Regions from separate parts of the Sus scrofa genome. Here region 1 is linked to region 2. The links are chromatin contacts, called in public Hi-C maps. All regions are on one chromosome and are shown on one strand. Each heading gives the region's core, a stretch centred on a gene start, on an enhancer-like site or on the middle of the called end of the contact. The rest is flanking DNA. Distances are from core to core; before and after follow the strand shown.

Region 1 (6,011 bases), core at 271-2,770, 34 kb after region 2:
TGCCCAAGCCAGGAATTTAGACGTCATTCTCCATTCTTCCCACTTACCCCACATCCAACCAGTCGCCAAGTTCAGTTCTTTAAACTCATAAGTGACTAAGGAATCCATCCCTTCCTCTTCATTCCTGTTAGTTCTCCAAGCTTCTGGCTACCACAATCCTTACTGAAACAATTACTGAAACAACTTCCTCATTGGTCTCCCTCCTCCCAACCCCCAATCCATTCTTGTCATTGATCTTTCTAAAACAAATCTGGAGTTCTCTTGTGGCCACAGCAGGTTAAGGATACGGTGTTGTCACCATAGAGTCACTGCTGTGGCGCAGGTTCAATTCCAGCCCCGGTAATTTTCACATGCCACAGGCATAGCCAAGAAAAACAAAGACACAAATCTGATTGTTACTATTTTGCTTAAAGCCCTGCAGACTCCCCATTGTCCTCAGAATAAAGTCTAAGCTCTTGTGCTCATCGGTGTAAATGCACTGGAAAATTTTTCCATCAGTAAGATTTACCCATAAGCTCAGAGCTGAGCTTGACATCAAAGACCTTCCAGGATCTGGGCCTACCTGTTCTTCCAAGGTTGCTCTCCCATTGTCTCTCTTCTGTCCAGAGATGCTCATAATTCCTGGTATAGCTTCTCACTTTCCTCTCTCTGAGTCCTGCAAGGATTCGTATCTCCCAGCATCTTTCAAAGCCCAGCTTAAGAGGCATCCACACTGCCATAAATGCCCCTTTTTATCCTGAGCTGCTAAAATCCTTAGGGCCTACTCTTATGTAGTATTTTATCCCTTGCACAGAATTACAGTTGACTCCTGCTCAAGACTTATGGAAGTCAAGGCCAAGAAATGTAATCCTCACTAGAGTCCACCTACAAAACAGGTGCTCAGGATTTTTTTTTGTCTTTTTGCCTTTTCTAGGGCCGCTCCCGCGGCATAGGGAGGTTCCCAGGCTAGGGGTCTAATCGGAGCTCTAGCCACCCGCCTACACCAGAGCCACAGCAACTCGGGATCCGAGCCGCGTCTGCAACCCACACCACAGCTCACGGCAACTACGGATCCTTAACCCACTGAGCAAGGCCAGGGATGGAACCCACAACCTCATGGTTCCTAGTCGGATTCGTTAACCACTGCGCCATGACGGGAACTCCAGGAAACATTTTTTAAGTGCGGGAATAAATGTAAGAAAACTGTACTGCTTAACCCCTTTTGTCCCGCACGAACAGGACATTCTCTAAAGTCTTCCCAGGAGATACCACCTCCTCTGCATCCCACCCACCCAGCAGCCAAAATATGCCTCCATCCACCGGGGGGGCGGATGGGCTAGCACGCACCCCTTTGGCCGTTTTGTACGGTTTTCTACCTCCAGCCCTCGGAGTTGCGGCTGGTGGAAGACAGTAGAGGCAGCTAGCTAATGTAACTCAAAGGACACTGCTGTCCCCTTCGTAGGATAACACGCGGTTGGGACGGGAAACCTTTCCCATCCCCAGAACATAGCAGCTCTCCCGCAGACTCTTACCGACGCAGGACGGTAGCGACTCTTCCTGACCGGCGTCTTGGCTGGCCAATACTTGACCGAGATCAAGAGAGTCAGCCAATGGCGGTGGGCCAGGGATAGAGTGGGGCGGGGCGCTGTTGCTATGGCCGAGCTAGCCGGTTGCAGCGAGAGGCTCTGAAAGAGACTCGGTGGTTGCTAGGGCGGGAGGTCACAGAGCGCAGCTCAGGGATTGGGCAGCGTCGAGGGAGGTGGGTGGTGATTGGGCGGCGCCCAGGAGGCGCCCTGGTGAGGCGCGGACTTGCGAGCGTGAGTTCCGGCGAGAGGCCCGAGCTGAGGGCCCGCGGCTTCACGATGGCCTCGGCCCAGCTGGACTACACCATCGAGATCCCGGATCAGTCCTGCCGGAGCCAGGGTATGGAGCGGGGGTTGGGTCCGATCGTGGGGAGGTGACGGAGCGAGTCGTGGGCAGCAAGCGCAGCTGTGGCCCCGCCCCTCTTGCAGCCCCGCCCCCTCGCGGCCCACCCGCTCCTGGGGTCCCGCAGGTCCTGGACTTGGTCCGGCCAGAGAGCCCCGCCCCCTAGTCAGCCCCGCCCCAGAATGTTCGCCGCGTCCAAGCCCCGCCCCTTCACTGCGTCTCCGCCCACCTCCCCCAACCCAGCTTGGAGGTCTTTTCACCGTCTGTTTAGTGGGAGTTTTCCGGTCCCTGCCCGGGTTTCTCTCCTGGTAGCTGAAGGCTGCCGAGGGCGGGGGCCCCCCTGATTCCACTTTTGGGGGGCGGGATTCCCACTGCTGTTGTTGTTAGGGGTCCGGCCTTTTTAGTCCCACCATTTTCCCCGAGGTCTTTGCAGAAGCCCACCTTCATCCCTCCCTCTCCACTCCTCCTGGAAGTGGTTAACCGCCGTGTCTGCCAGGAGGTAGAAGGTGGTTCACACCTGACTCCTCTCTTTAGTAGCTGGGTGACCTCTGGCAGTCTTCCTCCGGCTCTTTGCCTGGATTTCCTCATCTGCAAAACCGAGGCACCAATAGTCACCTCCCTCGTAGGGTTGTTGGTTGCGCAAGTGAGATTATTTGTGTAAAGGACCCAGCAGAGGGCCTGGCACGGAGTGTGTTTAGTGATTAACCTTTTCCTTCCTATCAGAAAGGTGTGGGGGAGGCACCACCAAACCAGTAGCCTATAGAGCAGGTCTGGATCACTGGCAGTGTGAGTAGGATCAGGGGCCCAGGGCATGGAAAGTTTAGCCCAGGTGGGGAATTACGGTAGAGGAGCCTTGAAGCACACGCCAGCCTGAACTACACGTGCATTCCTCCACACGCCTTCACACCTCCCTTAGCACAGCCAGCAGCAGCTCAGCCTTTTCCGCTGCCACCATGGCATTCTTCCTAATGCCCAGGTTTGATTTTCTCACTGTTCTGTGTAAAACCCTTCAGTGGCTCCTTCTTGCCCGCAGGATAAATCAGGTCCAGATTCTTTAGCCCGCATTCAGAGTCCTTTATAATTTAGCGGCGTCCCTGCTTCTCGCTTTCATCCCTATGTCCTTCCACTGTTCAATTTAAGTTTTATGTTCTGGCGGCCCCAAGCTGCTTGTGAGTCTCTGCACACTTCTTGCTTCTTTGCTTTTGCTCTCGCTGCCTCCTCTCGAATGTCCTTTCCCCCGTGCCGTGCCACACTGCCACCTCCCCTGTCTGGTTTATCATGTCAGGCTTTGCTCAGATGTTACCTCCTTCAGGAGAGCCTTCCACACCCCTCCCAGAGCCTCTTGTGTCCCTCGGGTGGGGTCTAGGAGGGGAGGGCAACCCCCAGGCTTTCCCAGAACAAGCTGGCTCCAGACCCACCGTATTTCCCTCAAGCTGGATCTGCTGGCTGCGGGCTCTCGGGCTTATAGATGTAAACGTGCTTTTGAGGAGGGTTTCGCATCAGCAGGAGATGAAGCCAATTAATATTATTGCCCTCAGAGAACCCTCAGCTGCAAAGGGCTGGAGCTGCCTTCTGCATGGCCCAGGAGGGCAGTTCTCCCTCAGCCCAGGTGGGCAGCCTGGCGGTCTTGGTTTGCGTTTCAGTTCTACCTCCTGCTGTTCTATGGCTTTGATAAGTTATTGAACCTCCCTGAGCCTCAGATTCCCCGACTGTCAATCGGGAGTAATGAGAGTGCCTGCGTCACAACAAGGTGGTGACTGGGTGTGAGTGTCTGGCCTGGAGCAGGTGCTCTGTTGGCCTCTATTTCTTCCCCTGACGGCTCCCCTCCCTGCTTCAGGAGGTGGGGTCCTGGAACTGGCAGAAATCTCAGGGGGCCACTTTGTCCTGCATCTTTCTGCTGGCATGAGAGCATTCTGTTCTCATACCAGCCCCTTCCCTGTCAGGATGCTTCCTCCTTAATATCCTGGCCGGTTGGAGGCAGCTGGGATTGTTAGAAAGCACTTCCCTTTCTTGAGCCACAATGGGCCTTCCTGTCATTTCTTTCAGTTCAGCAGTTTGCGGTGTCCTGGCGGTGGCTTAGTTGCTGGTGCCTCAGAAGTGACTCACAGGCAGACTCCCTTTAAGGAGCCGTGTTTCTGGGGAGGGCCGAGGGCTCAGAAGCAGGTGCTTTCACAATGATGTGGTAACTGCAGGGCTAGGGGGTCAGACGCAGAGTAAGGCAATCTGTTCCTCTCTTTTCAAGGGTCCAGCTTCCTCGATCCAAGAGAAACACCTCCAGGGCCTTCAGCTGTTCCCCCGCTGGTGTGGCTCTCATAACCTTCTGCTCACTCCTCTGCTCTGGCTTCGGGTCCTCAGGCCTTCCGCTCTCAAAGTGTAGACTCAAGAGTTGAACTTGAGCCTGGAGGACCCCTCAGAAGGAAGTGACAGCACTGTGACCCCCTGAATCTCTTTGCTTCCCATCTGCAGACAGCTCCCTGCCGGCTGACATGCCTTCACAGAGTGGCAATCTCGGGGGGCTCCAGAGATCGATTCTCTTTGGCAGTTACTGTCCAGAGGTGGAGAAGCATGCATGACAGTCATGTTTGGTGTCTGGAATTCCTTTTCCCCCATATTTGAGCCTCAGGGCCACGGAGCCCAGCGCTGCTGTGAGTTCTTGGGGGGGAGCAGCTGCCGCGGGGACATCTGTTAGCAGGAAGGCAGCTGCAGATCTGGGGTCGTTCAGAGCCCAGGGGCCTTCTGCTGGGATTCCCACCAGCAAGTACCCGTGGCTGTCCGTGCCAAGTGAGGGTGGTCTGCCTGGTCCTTTGCTGAAGTCGATCCCTTGACCCGGCATTTCCCCCCACCCCAACCACTCTTCTCTGACCAGTGAGCCCCTCTCCCTCCTACCACCCGGCTCTCATCTCATTTCCTTGGGGAAGGTTCTGGGCTCTGGGCTCCCACAGCAGGGATCCCTGCCGTGTTGTTTGGAGGGCTTTGCTCACTGCCAGGGCCTGGGGAAGATGACGTGCCAGATGAGCTGAAAGGAGGCATGTGGCAGCACTTTGGCCTGGCCCGAGCCGCTCTGCCATCCCAGGTCATGGCTGCGCTGCCCCTCCTTCCAGCCAGGGAATGGTCAGCCAAGTCCTCCCTACCCGCTGCCCCCCTGTGGCTTGCTGGCAGGCCAGCAGGGCTTCTTAAAGGCACCCTGTTGCTCTCATGGTCAGTAAACAGTTCTAGAAATAATCGATTCACAGAATTAATGGAGCTCCCTCTTAGAGTACAAAGAAAGCCTTGCAGGGATCAGAGGTGGGAAGCACAGGTTTGTTGTGAGCCCAGGCTAATTGTCAGGCGGCTCTTCTGCTAAGCACTGGCCGGGGTCAAAGACATGTAGACCTGGACTTAACCCCCAGGAAGTTTCTGGCACCAGGGCAATAGTCTGGCTGGACCACAGTCCGGACCACCATGGTGGGCCCCGGGCTCGGCTGGCTTCCTGGAAAAGAGTGGCCCAGGCTGCAGCTGTCAGAGGGCTGGCAGGTAGATGGGGACTGACAGGAAGTGCAGAAGTAAGGGCGCTGGGAGGACGGAGGGTGGCCCAAGGGAGTGGGGCCTGGCAGGAGGCCGCGGCGAACTTTCAGGAGCGGACAGTGAGATGAAACCTCAAGAGCCTAGGACACCAGAGAAGCCTCAAGGGCCCAGGTGAAGGGCGAGTTGGGATAGACCCCTCTTCTTGTCTGTGGGCATCCCAGAGGCACTTTCCCTGTCCCCCCAAAAATAGAGGCACTTCATTTATGTTTTAAATCTCTTGCTTTTTAAGGCTGCACCCATGGCATATGGAGGTTCCCAGGCTAGGGGTCGAATCAGCGCTCCAGCTGCGGGCCTACACCACAGCCACAGCCACACGGGATCCGAGCCGCGTCTGCGACCTACACCACAGCTCACGGCAACGCCGGATCCTGAGGCCACTGAGCAAGGCCAGGGATTGAACCCGCGACCTCGGGGTTCCCAGTCGGATTTGTTAACCACTGTGCCACAACGGGAACTCCTGTTCTTTAAGTCATGATCTCTTTCACGCATTAAAAAAACCCCTTCTTAATTTGTCTGTTTTCACCCAGGTGCCGTGCGAGGCC
Region 2 (6,120 bases), core at 2,639-5,138:
AGCGCCAGGGCCAGAGAAGGGGGCCAATGAAGGGCAGAAAGTGGGGGCTGGGGGCGCTTTCTCAGGCCCTACCTGTACGCCCAAGAGGAAATGCCTTACACTTTACAGATATTTAAAGGAAACGCATTTCCAGTCAATTGGTGAACTGGGCACTCAGTAAACTGGTCATTTGGCCCATTGATTTTTGGTAAAGCATGCATTTGGCAGATTCATTTACAACAACTGCTCTGTTTCTAATTAAGACATCCATAGACATTTTTATGCTCCTAAGACGATAATGTATTTGTCACAGACGCTAATATATTTACACACACACACACACACACATATATATTTCAAATCCCCGAGTTAATTTCTCTTTCCAAAAAACTTTGTGACTTTAGCACTTCTCTTCTCCAGGGAGGAAGCCCAGGGAGGGAGTACCTCTGTGGCTGCAGCCTGCCTGCCGTGATGAAGTCCCCGTCTGCCACTAATTCCTGGAACAGTCATGCCCCCGGGAGGAAACGGCCATTTTTCACTTCACGGCCATTATACATGGGGATAAATTCCAGGCAGGACCACTTTGGGGAAGGCCTCCCTTAATTTTTAATTTTGACCATTTTAGTTTGAATGGGATCATCATTAAAAGGAATTCTAAAATTTTAATTTTTTTTTTTTTTGGTTTGTTTTTTAGGGCTGCACCCGTGGCATATGGAAGTTTCCAGGCTAGGGGCTGAACTGGAGCTGCAGCTGCTGGCCTCCACCACAGCCACAGCAACGCCAGATCCTTAACCCACTGAGCGAGGCCGGGGATCGAACACACATCCTCATGGATACCAGTTGGATTCTTAACCCACTGAGCCACAAAGGGAACTCCAGCCTGACACTTTTTACTTGAACAGTTCAGCTGGTGGTGGTACATTTTATGAAAAATAGGAGAAAGAACAAGTTTGGGGGAGAAAATAAAGAGTCCTTATTTGGCTATAAATTTCATTGTTTTTCTTTTTATGGCCAAACCTGGGGCATATGGAAATTCCTGGAGCAGGGGTTGAATCAGAGCTGTGGCTGTGGTGTAGCTGCTGTCTACACCACAGCCACAGCAATGCTCGACCTGAGCTGCATCTGTGACCTACACCGCAGCTTGCGGCAACACTGGATCCTTAACCCCCTGAGCGAGGCCAGGGATCGAACCCTCACCCTCATGGATACTAGTTGGGTTCTTAACCCACTGAAACACAACAGGAACTCCTTGTCTGTAAATTTCAGATGTCTAGCAGACATTGACGGAGATTTCAAGGTAGAGATCGGGGCCAGAGATGCAGACCTGGTAGGTGAATATATGTAACGTACACATGGTGATGGAAAGCCAGGGAACTCGACAAACCACACAGGGAGAAGGCGCTGCTAAAGAGATGGCCAGGAGCCTGACCCCGCAGCCTGGTAGAGAACCAGGAGCCATTAGCAAAGGAGACCTGGCAAGACCAGATGGCAGGAGGAAAACTAGAAGCAGTACCATAGGAGTTCCTGTTGTGGTGAAGTGGGTTAAGGGGCTGACTTCTGGGGCTGGGGACGCTGTGAAGGTGCAGGTTCGATCCCCAGTGGGCTGCAGTGGGTTAAAGGATCTGGCATCTGGGGCCGAACGCATCTGAGAGAGGAGGACAATGAAAAAATGAGGAGCTGGAGGGAGCCTGGGGCAAGGAGGGGTGCGCATCCCTAAACCTTTTTTTGGGGGGTGGGGTGGGGGTGGGGGTAGGGACACATGTCTTTTAAATCTCATTTAATTTAAAAGACAGATGGCCTGTGACGGGAGCAGGGACACTTCACTGTAACGGGAAAGAGAGCAGAGAAGGTGGGTGACCCGTCAGGCAGGTCGGGAGATGTGGAGAAGGTGGAGCCGGCCACGGAAAAGGCGGTGAGGTCTCCTGGCTCCTGCACCACGGCACCCACTGCAAGGGAAAGAGTCGCCAGGCCCCACGAGCCCCTCCACGGCCTGTTTTCAGGGGCTCTCCCTGAAAATCCACTTTCCCTGGAGCCTTCTCAGCAGAAGGCTGTCAACCCCACCCCACCAGCACTTGGGGTGGAGAGCACAGCCCCCTTACCTTCGTCCTTCCAAACCAGTCCTTTTCCTCCTCAAACACACACACACACACCCAGTACTTGGTATGGTACCTGGCACCCCACAGATGTTCTGTCTGTCTGTCTTTCTGTCTATCTAATTTTCTTTTCTTTTTATGGCCCCATCTGTGGCATATGGAAGTTCCTGAGCCAGGGGTCAAGCTGGAGCCACATCTGCGACCTGTGCCACAGCTTGCAGCAACGCTGACTCTTTCACCCACTGAGTGAGGCAAGGAATCAAACCTGTATCCTCACAGAGCCAATACTGAGTCCTTAACTGGTGGAGCCACAATGGGAACTCCAATATCTGATTTTTTTCTTTGTTCTTTTTCTTTTATTTATCTACTTATTTTTGTGTCTTTTTAGGGCCGCACTCACAGCATATGATAGTTCCCAGGCTAGGGCTCTACTGGGAGCTGCCACAGCAATGCCAGATCTGAGCAGGGTCTACAAATACACCGCAGCTCACAGCATCGCCGGATCCTTAACCCGCTGAGAGGGGCCAGGGACTTTTTTTTTTTGGTCTTTTTAGGGCATATGGAGGTTCCCAGGCTAGGGGTCGAATTGGAGCTACAGCTGCTGGCCTACACCACAGCCACAGCAACGCCAGATCCCTAACCCACTGAGCGAGGCCAGGGAGTGAACCCACAACCGTGGATTCGTTGACCACTGAGCCAGGATGGGAACTCCTGCTTTTTTTTTTTTAAAAAGCCAAATCAATCCTGCCCTTATTAAGGTTAGTCCCTTCAGCCATATCACCTGCCTTCCTTGACTGTTGCCGCCCAAACGGTGGTGAAATAGTGTGAAATAGTTCCCCCTAGTGGACTATCCCTGCATATGCATGCGCTATATTCCCAAGACTTTTTTTTTTTTCTTTCCTTTTTGCCGCGGTAGGGATGTTCTCAGGCCAGGGCTAGAGGTTGAATCTGAGCTGAAGCTGCTGGCCTACGGCACAGCCACGGCAACACGGAATCCGCGGCACATCTGAGACCTATGATGCAGCTTGTGGCAACAACAGATCCTTAATCCCCTGAGTGAGGCCAGGGATTGAACCCACATCCTCATGGACACTGTGTTGGGGTCTTAACCCGCTGAGCCACAAAGGGAACTCCACGAAGACTATTTGCAAGTGCCTGGTAAAAAAGAATAATTCTTTCATTTAACGCACATTTCCTGAACACTGGTTATGAGTCTGGCATATGGGAAGTTATTTTGGGGTGCACAGTCTCACTGTTATTGCACCTGCAGACATCCAACCAAAAAGACATGACAAAGCTTCATGCTCAGGCTGCCTCTGCCAGAGTGGTTTGTTATGTAACAAATGCAGGGGGGCTTTAGATGGGGCTTGATATGGGAAGAAGCTGGGCCAGTTCACTCTGGCGGGGTTCAACAGCAAAACTGAAACTAAGCCATAGTCCCCCCCCATAAGTTTAATCAACCAACTTCTACTGAGCACCACTCTTTATCTGCCAGACCCTGAGCGGGAAAAAGAGACGAATCAGACCTAGTCCCTGCCCTGAGGCTGCTCAGAGGGCAAGGCAGGCGGGCGAGCAGTCACTGGCACAGTGTGTGTGTGCAGGACTCCCTCCCTCCCTCAGCAAACACACACCAAGGACCAAGCTGGGGGCTGTGCTGGGACATAAGGACGATAACTGCCAGAGCTGCCGGAAACTATGCACAGGCTATTATGACCAGGGCAGAGACCGTTCCGGAGATAACTGGTCCCAGGGAGGGGCTGGAGGGGAGGGGGCGGGAGGTGGAACAAAGGAAGGAGGCTGCCACTGGGGCGGGGTGAAGGCAGGTCACGGAAGCCCTTGGCAAAGAACTGCGTAAGCTGCGAAGTGACAGATGAGTAGGAGGGCCACTCTGCCACCTGCAGGTGGGGTGAGGGGAGGGAGGGTCACAGCGCCACCTGGGGGTTGTGTGATTCAGCCTCCGGACACGATCCCAGGGCCAGCTCACCCCCCTGCTCCAAGGCCAGCGACACCTCTCTGCTGCTGGCCCCGATCTTGACTTTCACCACCCCACCCCATCACTGGCCACCCCTCCCCAGCTAGGAGACTCTGCTCCAGGTGGTAACAGATGGCAGCTTAGATTCCAAGACAGCGTGACTTTTCAACATTGGGGTCCACATACTCCCTGCGGGGATCCAACAACACAAAGTTGACGGGGCTGATGAAGGAAAGACAAGGTTCAATTTCATCGCCGCCTCTGAAAACCAGTCTAGACTGGGAGTGGGCGTCCAGGCCTTCCCCAGGATCTCACCTGCATCCCGCCTTAACCCCCTACCTGCCGCCACCTTCAGCTGCTCCAGGCTCCCTGGAGCTGGGGCTCAACCTCTCATCCTGGACACAGGAGTCCCCACAGGCAAGGCCGCCAGACCCTGCTCGTCTGCTGGGCCTCCCTGCCTTGGGCTCCTCGGCCCTGCCCCCTCCCCCTTCCCTCTGCCCTCTCACTCTCCACACCCAGGAGGATCCTTAACCCATTGAGCGAGGCCAGGGATCGAATCCGAATCCTCATGGATACCAGTCAGGTTCATTACTGCTGAGCCACAACGGAACGCCCTAAATAAGTTCTTTTGTATCATTTTTAAATTCGATTCCACATATAAGTGATATTACATGATAGTTGTCTTTGTCTGACTTACTTCACTTAGTATGATAATCTCTAGGTCCATCCATGTTGCAGCAACGTGGGCCTCTGTTTAGATCAATCCTCTTTCCAGAATGCCTTCTTCCGCTCTCTTTTGTTGTTGTTGTTTGGTCTTTTTTTTTTTTTTTTTTTTTTTTTTGTCTTTTTAGGGCTGCACCCACAGCATATGGAGGTTCCCAGGCTAGGGGTCTAATCAGAGCTCCAGCTGCCGGCCTCCACCACAGCCATAGCCACAATGGGATCCGAGCAGAGTCTGTGATCTACACCAGAGCTCAGGGCAACGCCAGATCCTTAACCCACTGAGCAAGGCCAGGAATCGAACCCGCGTCCTCTTGGATGCTAGTTGCTAACCACTGAGCCACGATGGGAACTCCTGCCCTCTTCGGTTTCTGCCTCTCTAATCCCCCTCTCCAAGGCTCAGCACCAACAATGCCTTCTTGGTGACCCCTCCTTGATCTCCCCTGTGAAAAACAGACTCTCCCTTCTTGGAACCACAGTAGGAGCAGCAAAGGAAATATTCTGGAAACACTTGCCACGTGCTGTATATTAAAAGCATAGGCTTTGCCCAACAGCAAAAAAGCCAATCAGTCAATGGAAAAACGGGCAAAAGACCTGAATAGACTGTTCTTCAAAGATATACAGATGGCCAGCAAACACATGAGAAAATGCTCAACATCGCTGATTATAAGAGAAATGCAAATCAAAACTACCACGAGATACCACCTCACATCAGTCAGAATGGCCATCATTAATAAATCCACAAATAACAAGTGCTGGAGGGGCTGTGGAGAAAAGGGAACCCTCCTGCACTGCTGGTGGGAATGTGAACTGGTACAGCCACTATGGAGAACAGTTTGGAGATACCTTAGAAATCTATACATAGAACTTTCATATGACCCCACAATCCCACTCTTGGGCATCTATCCGGACAAAGCTCTACTTAAAAGAGACACATGCACCCGCATGTTCATTGCAGCACTATTCACAATAGCCAGGACATGGAAACAACCCAAATGTCCATCGACAGATGATTGGATTTGGAAGATGTGATATATATACACAACGGAATACTACTCAGCCATAAAAAAGAATGACGTAATGCTATTTGCAGCAACATGGATGGAACAAGAGAGAATCTCATACTGAGTGAAATGAGCCAGAAAGACAAAGACAAATACCATGTGATATCACTTATAACTGGAATCTAATATCCAGCACAAATGAACATCTCCTCAGAAAAGAAAATCATGGACTTGGAAAATAAACTTGTGGCTGCCTGATGGGAGAGGGAGGGAGTGGGAGGGATCGGGAGCTTGGGCTTATCAGACACAACTTAGAATAGATTTACAAGGAGATCCTGCTGAGTAGCATGGA

Evidence for each region. A called contact is a pair of places that touch in the nucleus more often than the background predicts.
Region 1: a contact with region 2 is called in a Hi-C map of liver, with 5 times the contacts expected there. The contact joins the promoter of C6H1orf228 here to the enhancer-like site in region 2. A contact is called at or near these places in 1 of 5 promoter capture datasets (liver), 4 of 47 Hi-C or Micro-C datasets (adipocytes, embryonic fibroblasts and liver) and 1 of 2 datasets of contacts at active chromatin or transcription factors (skeletal muscle).

What each region holds. Positions count from the first base shown.
Region 1 is chr6:166,643,481-166,649,491 of Sscrofa11.1, forward strand. C6H1orf228 reads right to left here and starts at 1,521. Exons shown (of 18, transcript XM_021096783.1): 1 at 1,327-1,521; 2 at 563-655. TMEM53 (transmembrane protein 53) reads left to right here and starts at 1,623. Exons shown (of 3, transcript XM_003482099.4): 1 at 1,623-1,902. The coding sequence starts at 1,842.
Region 2 is chr6:166,607,078-166,613,197 of Sscrofa11.1, forward strand. All of the region lies in intron 7 of C6H1orf228, which reads right to left. Among named protein-coding and RNA genes, the nearest start is that of KIF2C, 32 kb to the left of the region's middle. Within about 2 kb of position 3,889, at least 42 of the 83 cell types and tissues checked have an H3K27ac peak or open chromatin away from gene starts, as enhancers often do. A contact at or near this core is called in liver and skeletal muscle, where this site is marked.